2 separate regions of the Ovis aries genome follow, and region 2 is linked to region 1. The links are chromatin contacts, called in public Hi-C maps. All regions are on one chromosome and are shown on one strand. Each heading gives the region's core, a stretch centred on a gene start, on an enhancer-like site or on the middle of the called end of the contact. The rest is flanking DNA. Distances are from core to core; before and after follow the strand shown.

Region 1 (2,778 bases), core at 86-2,585:
CGGACTATAGCCCACCAGGCTCCTCTGTCCTTGGGATTTCCCAGCTAAGAGTGCTGGAGTGGGTTGCCATTTCCTTCTCCAGGGGATCTTCCTGACCCAGGGATCAAACCCAAGCCTCCTGTATTGGCAAGTGGATTCTTTACCACCGAACCACCAGGGAAGCCCCTGGGTGGTGAGTATTGGGAGTCTTTTCCAGATGACTAATTGGTTAGTCAATTAAACTCTAATATGTCAAGGATCTTCTGTGCTGGGTCAAGTCCCAGTCTCTCTGAGGGTACAGCAGTGACCTAGACGGATCATCAGATCCTGTTTGGAACTCATATTCCAGTGGAAATGATGTGCAGTGACAGGTGCTGTGAAGAAAACAGGCCAGGAGGAGGGTCAGGTATTGTTTTTAGGATGACCTCAGAGAGATTGAATGCCTAACCCTAACCCTTTGCACTGACTGTTCCCACTACTCAGAATGCCTGCAGAGCTGCTTCTTCACCTGTCTCCAGGTATCTGCTCAGATGCCATCTCCTTAAAGAGGCTTTCCCTGAGCATCTCCCAAACACTCCCTCATTCCGTCTCTCTCTGGTCCCTCATCTTGCTTTATTTTTCTTCATAATGCTCGTCCCCACCTGCCATGTTATTTTAAAATCAGTCTGAGCGCTGAAGAATTGATGCTTTTGAACTGTGGTGTTGGAGAAGACTCTTGAGAGCCCCTTGGACTGCAAGGAGATCCAACCAGTCCATCCTAAAGGAAATCAGTCCTGAATATTCATTGGAAGGACTGATGCTGAAGCTGAAACTCCAATACTTTGGCCACCTGATGCGAAGAGCAGACTCATTGGAAAAGACCCAGATGATGGGAAAGATTGAAGGCAGGAGGAGAAGGGGATGACAGAGGATGAGATGGTTGGTTGGCATCACCGACTTGATGGACATGAGTTTGAGCAAGCTCTGGGAGTTGGTGATGGACAGGGAAGCCTGCTGTGCTGCAGTCCATGGGGTCACAAAGAGTCGGACAAGAGTGATCTACTGTACTAATAGTCTTGCCACTGCTCCATGAGGGCAGATTCGGTCTGATTTGTTCATTTACTGATGTATCATTGGCTCGTAGCACAGTGCCTGGCACTTGGTAGGTGGGCAGTGAGCGTTGAGTAAATAGGCGAGTGCAGGAGTAACTCGATCGCCCCATGGAGAGGTCGTGTCTGTGTCTCCAGCACCCAGTTCCATGTTGGGCGCACAGTAGGTCTGGGGTCACACTTGTTGGCGTGGGTGGCGTGACAGCCTCCCCCCGAGAATGTAATCATAAGCAAGTTCCTGTTTCCTCACAGGCCAGCCCACTTCTGTCTGCCAGCCTCTGTGCCACTTCTTCCAGGAAGTCTTCATAGTTGGTGTTTACCTGCATCATCTTGCTTACGCCTCAGCAACTGCCTCTTTTTTTTTTTTTTTTTGTGGATGAAGAAATAGACTCCGAGGAAGAAGTTCAGTGACTCTGAGGTCACGCGGTTGGCAGGCGGATGCAGCAGGGTGGCGAGTGCGGGGGAGGGCAGTGGCTGGCTTTGCATGGCAGCGAGAAGGATGTGGTGACATCGTACAGTCTGTGAAGCTCTCCCCGCCGCCGTTTCACTGCGCCCTGGAGATGGTGAAGCAATCGATAGAAAGACTGTTTTTAGGATGAAAAATACAACAAGTCAACAAAACGTAGGATAAACACAAGGAGATCTGTACGTGGGGTTGGCCCAATTCCAGAAGTTTCCTTAGGAAACACAGTGGGTTCATGTCTGTCTCCCTATCAGTTCAAGGTGGGGCTGGGGAGGTTATACCAGCGGATGCTCGACTGAGGCCTCACTGTGTACCAGGCACCACTCAGAGTGCCGGATGTGTGTGTTAGCATCCATAATCCTCGCTGAATTCCTGTGTACCCATTTTACAGAGGACGAAACTGAGGCAGAGAGAGGTGAAATCAGTTGCTTGAGGTCACATAGTTTGTCAGTGGCTCTGTGCTCCTGGAAGAGGCCTGATGAAAGAGGGTGCTTGCAGAGGAGAGGGTGCAGCAGTTTTCGATCTCAGTCAGAGTGATGGTGGTGACTGTGGGTGGAGGATGCTCTCATGTTCTGCCCCAGGCTGTGGAAGTGCCAGGCTGGCTCCTGGGGCGCCGGGCCAGGGGGAGCACCTTCCTGGGGGCCCTGGCGGTTTCCAGGGTCAACACAGAGAAGGAGGGGTGGGCAGCTCAGAGGCCCCGCTGCAGAAGGACAGCCTGGCTTTGTCTCTGCCAGTGGGCACTACTTGCTCTGAATGGGGACATCTGCCCTCCAGGAGGAGAACGCAGACTAGCCTCCTTGGTGCTGCAGAAGTGATAATCGGGCTGAGCAGGGCGAGCCTGGCGTGTGGAATAACCTCTCCTATCCAGTTTTTTTTTTAAAGCATGTATTTATGTTACAAAATGACTTTTGATTTCAAAGCAGAAATTTGGGAAAAAACAGAAATGAAGGAGAAAATTGAAATTACTTATCATTCCACTAGCTTCCATGGCTAGTGATAAAACCCACACATTAGTGCCTTAAATGATACGGAATTTTCCTTCCTGCTGAATTACAGGCTTCCCAGGATAGATGTGTTGGCGCCACTGTAATTAGGAACGTAAGCTCCTTCTGTATTGCTGCTCTATCGTCAATCCCTGGCTTTTACCTCATGGTATAAGATAGTTGCTTGACCTCCAGGCATCACATTTGCTATCCAGTCAGCAGGAAGGAGGAAGAGCAACAGAATCCCGGCCCGTTCCTCCCCTCA
Region 2 (2,778 bases), core at 174-2,673, 140 kb before region 1:
CGAATTAATCCGAGACCCAACTCCGGTCAAATGTACTGATCCTCACCCCCTCTTCTCCTGAAATTCCTCATGGCGGATACTTCCTGACTTTCAGTACTTGGCTCAAATGTCCCCTCCTCAGAAAGGACTACTTTCTTGACCATGCTGTCTCAGGCCCTCTTTGTTACATTTTGCTCGTTTACAAAAAATTTTACAAAAGTAATTACAAAAAAATTTACTAGTATAGAAATATGTATTAGTATTCAAAAATGTCTTATTAATCTTTAAATTTACTTATTTCATCTCCTCTATTAGACTATGAGCTCTGTAAGGGCAAATACCTTGTCTGTCTTCTTCCCCACTGTATCCTCAGTGCCTGGTACACAGTGGGCACTTGATAAATATATATTTGCTGAATGACCGAAAACTAAAAGGATGTTGATAATGGAATCAACTACTAAGGTTTTAACTAGGGATGAATAAGACTTCTCATTGTCGCTCAGTCATCTGTGGGTCCATTCAAGTCAGTACCATCTACCGTGTGCCAGACACTGCTAGGGTTCCTGCGGTGAATAAGACAAGTATCTCTAGCTTCACAGACCCTCTGTTTGAGAAGTAGATCTCGTGCACACTACAATATCTGGCAGGTGGAGGATAACCCTCTCTACATTCCCTCCTGGAAGGAGTTATGGGCGATCCCAAATGAACGAAAAACAGTCACCACTTGGGCACTTACAAAGCAGGCCTCAGTTTTCCCTAAACCAGCTGGGCGGCTCTTCCCACCTGCCCATCTCACAAGGGACAACTCCAACCAGCAGAACCCACGTAAAGAAAAACTTGGAGGAAGAGCTGCTGCTTCTGAGGGTGACGAGGGAACGAACCAGGAAATGGGACGGCAGGGAGTCGTGGCAAGAACCCAAGGCTGGGAGGCTGGAGAGCCGGCCCTGACTGTCACCAACTTGCTGGGTGACCTTGGGCCAGTCCCGAGCTGCCAGGGTACCAGGTCCCCCTTGGATATAATAAAGCGGCCGGGCGGGTGGGCCTTGGGGTCGCGGGGGGAAAGTGGCGCCCAAGAGGCCGGGCTGAGGCCGGGTGGGGTAACGGCCGGCATGGGGAGGCCGGCGCGGAGCCGGGCCGGGGCGGCTCACCCACCGAGCGCCACCTGGCAGGCCCTGCGCAGCTGAGAGTGCTGGGGCCGCTTCACCTCCTTGTCGGCTAGGATCTTCTCCAGGGCCCGGGACACGAACATGCTCTTGGTCTGGCTCTCCTGCATGGCCCCGGCCCAGCGGGGGCTGGCAGCCCCGCGGGCTGACGGAGCGAGCGGGCGGGCGAGCGAGGCTGCGGGCCCGGCGTCCCCGCCTGCACCAGCCGCGTCCGTCCGCGCCACCCAGTCAGGAAGCGACGCCGCGGCCACACGGCGCCGCCATATTGGAGCGCGTCACGTGACCACGTGACCGGCGGAGCAGCGACGGCGTCTGTCGATCCCGTGACCTCGGGGGCGGGGCCCGTGGTAGGGGGCGGGGCCTGTGGCAGGGGCGGGGTCTGTAGCAGGGGGCGGGGCCAAGTGGGCGAGGGTCGGGGAAAGTAGGGGGGAAAAGTGGCCGAGAGAGTAGAAATGGGCGGAGGCAGGGGGCACGTGAAGGACAGAAAAAAAGAGGTGACAGGGAGGAGTGGGGGTGACGGAGGTGTGAGGAGAAAGAGGCAACGAGGAGCGTGAGGATGGGGGAGTGACCGGGTGGGAGATGAAGGAAAGACCAGGGAACTGGAGAGGAAGGAAGAGGGAAGAGAAGACTGGGAAAAAAGGCGAGAGATGGCTAGAGAGGACAGACAGGAGGCGAGGGACAGAATGGGGAGAAAGTTGGGGAGGGAGAGATGATAGGGGAGTCAGGGGAAGTCAGGAGGAACAAACGAGAGGAAGCTGGAAGTGCAGGTGAGGGAAGGGAGGAGGCGAGCGGGAAGTGAGGGGCCGTGGGGAGACGGCGAGAGAGCAGGGAGGAGAGAGCCGGGAGGAAGAAGAGCGCTCAGGGGCGGAGCAGGGGCGTGGGGGAAAGACGGGGGAGAGGGGCGTGAGGAGCCAGGGAGGGGAGGACGCGAGGAAACAGGCCGGGACAGGGAGAGAGCAAGGGAAGGCGGGGTGAGGCGTGGGGCGAAAGGGCAGGTGAAGGGAAGGCTGAAGCAGAAAGAGCGTTTGGAAGGAGGTGTGTTTATGCACACTCTCCAAACGGGATTTCCCCACCTCAGTGGCAAGACACGCAGCCTTCCTGCCCCTGGAGTAGAGCCGACTCCTGGCTTTCAGTCCAGGTGCTGCGTCCCTGCGCGGTGGTGTCAGCAAGGACCACCCCAGTGCACCTCCCCCTGGAGTGTATCCATCTATTCCCGTAAATCCCTGGTTCTTCCCAGTTCTGTGTCTCAGGGGGGGGTTGGAGCGTGTGGGGGAGGGGGGCACTTGGGGGCATCAGACAGGGGAAGAAGGCAAACATGGCCAGAGTCACAGGCCTGCCAGGGAGGGTAGGAGACAGTTATTCCGGCCCACTGTCTCCCACAGCCAGTGATGTCACACCAGTGGTGATCTCCACTGGACCCTCCCTTGAGCTTCCCCTCGGGGTGCTGTGGTGCTTCCGGGATCATGCAAGAGCAGGGTCTTCCGTGGAATCTTCTAAACTTCTGACACAGACATGCTCAGATTCTCAGGTGTCAGCTCCAACATCTCAGGGAGGCCCTGTCCCCCTCCAGCACTTTCTGACCTTTTTCCCTAGTTGAGTTCCTTGTCTGACTAGGGTACAGGCCACAGAGGGGCAG

What was found. A called contact is a pair of places that touch in the nucleus more often than the background predicts.
Region 2: a Hi-C map of blood shows a contact between it and region 1, with 1.7 times the contacts expected there. The contact joins the promoter of ARFGEF2 here to the enhancer-like site in region 1. A contact is called at or near these places in 2 of 16 Hi-C or Micro-C datasets (both in blood).

Annotation. Positions count from the first base shown.
Region 1 is chr13:76,954,753-76,957,530 of ARS-UI_Ramb_v3.0, reverse strand. The region is part of intron 1 of PREX1 (phosphatidylinositol-3,4,5-trisphosphate dependent Rac exchange factor 1); the gene reads left to right. Among named protein-coding and RNA genes, the nearest start is that of PREX1, 66 kb to the left of the region's middle. Within about 2 kb of position 1,335, at least 8 of the 54 cell types and tissues checked have an H3K27ac peak or open chromatin away from gene starts, as enhancers often do.
Region 2 is chr13:77,094,982-77,097,759 of ARS-UI_Ramb_v3.0, reverse strand. ARFGEF2 (ADP ribosylation factor guanine nucleotide exchange factor 2) reads right to left here and starts at 1,423. Exons shown (of 40, transcript XM_042230247.2): 1 at 1,184-1,423.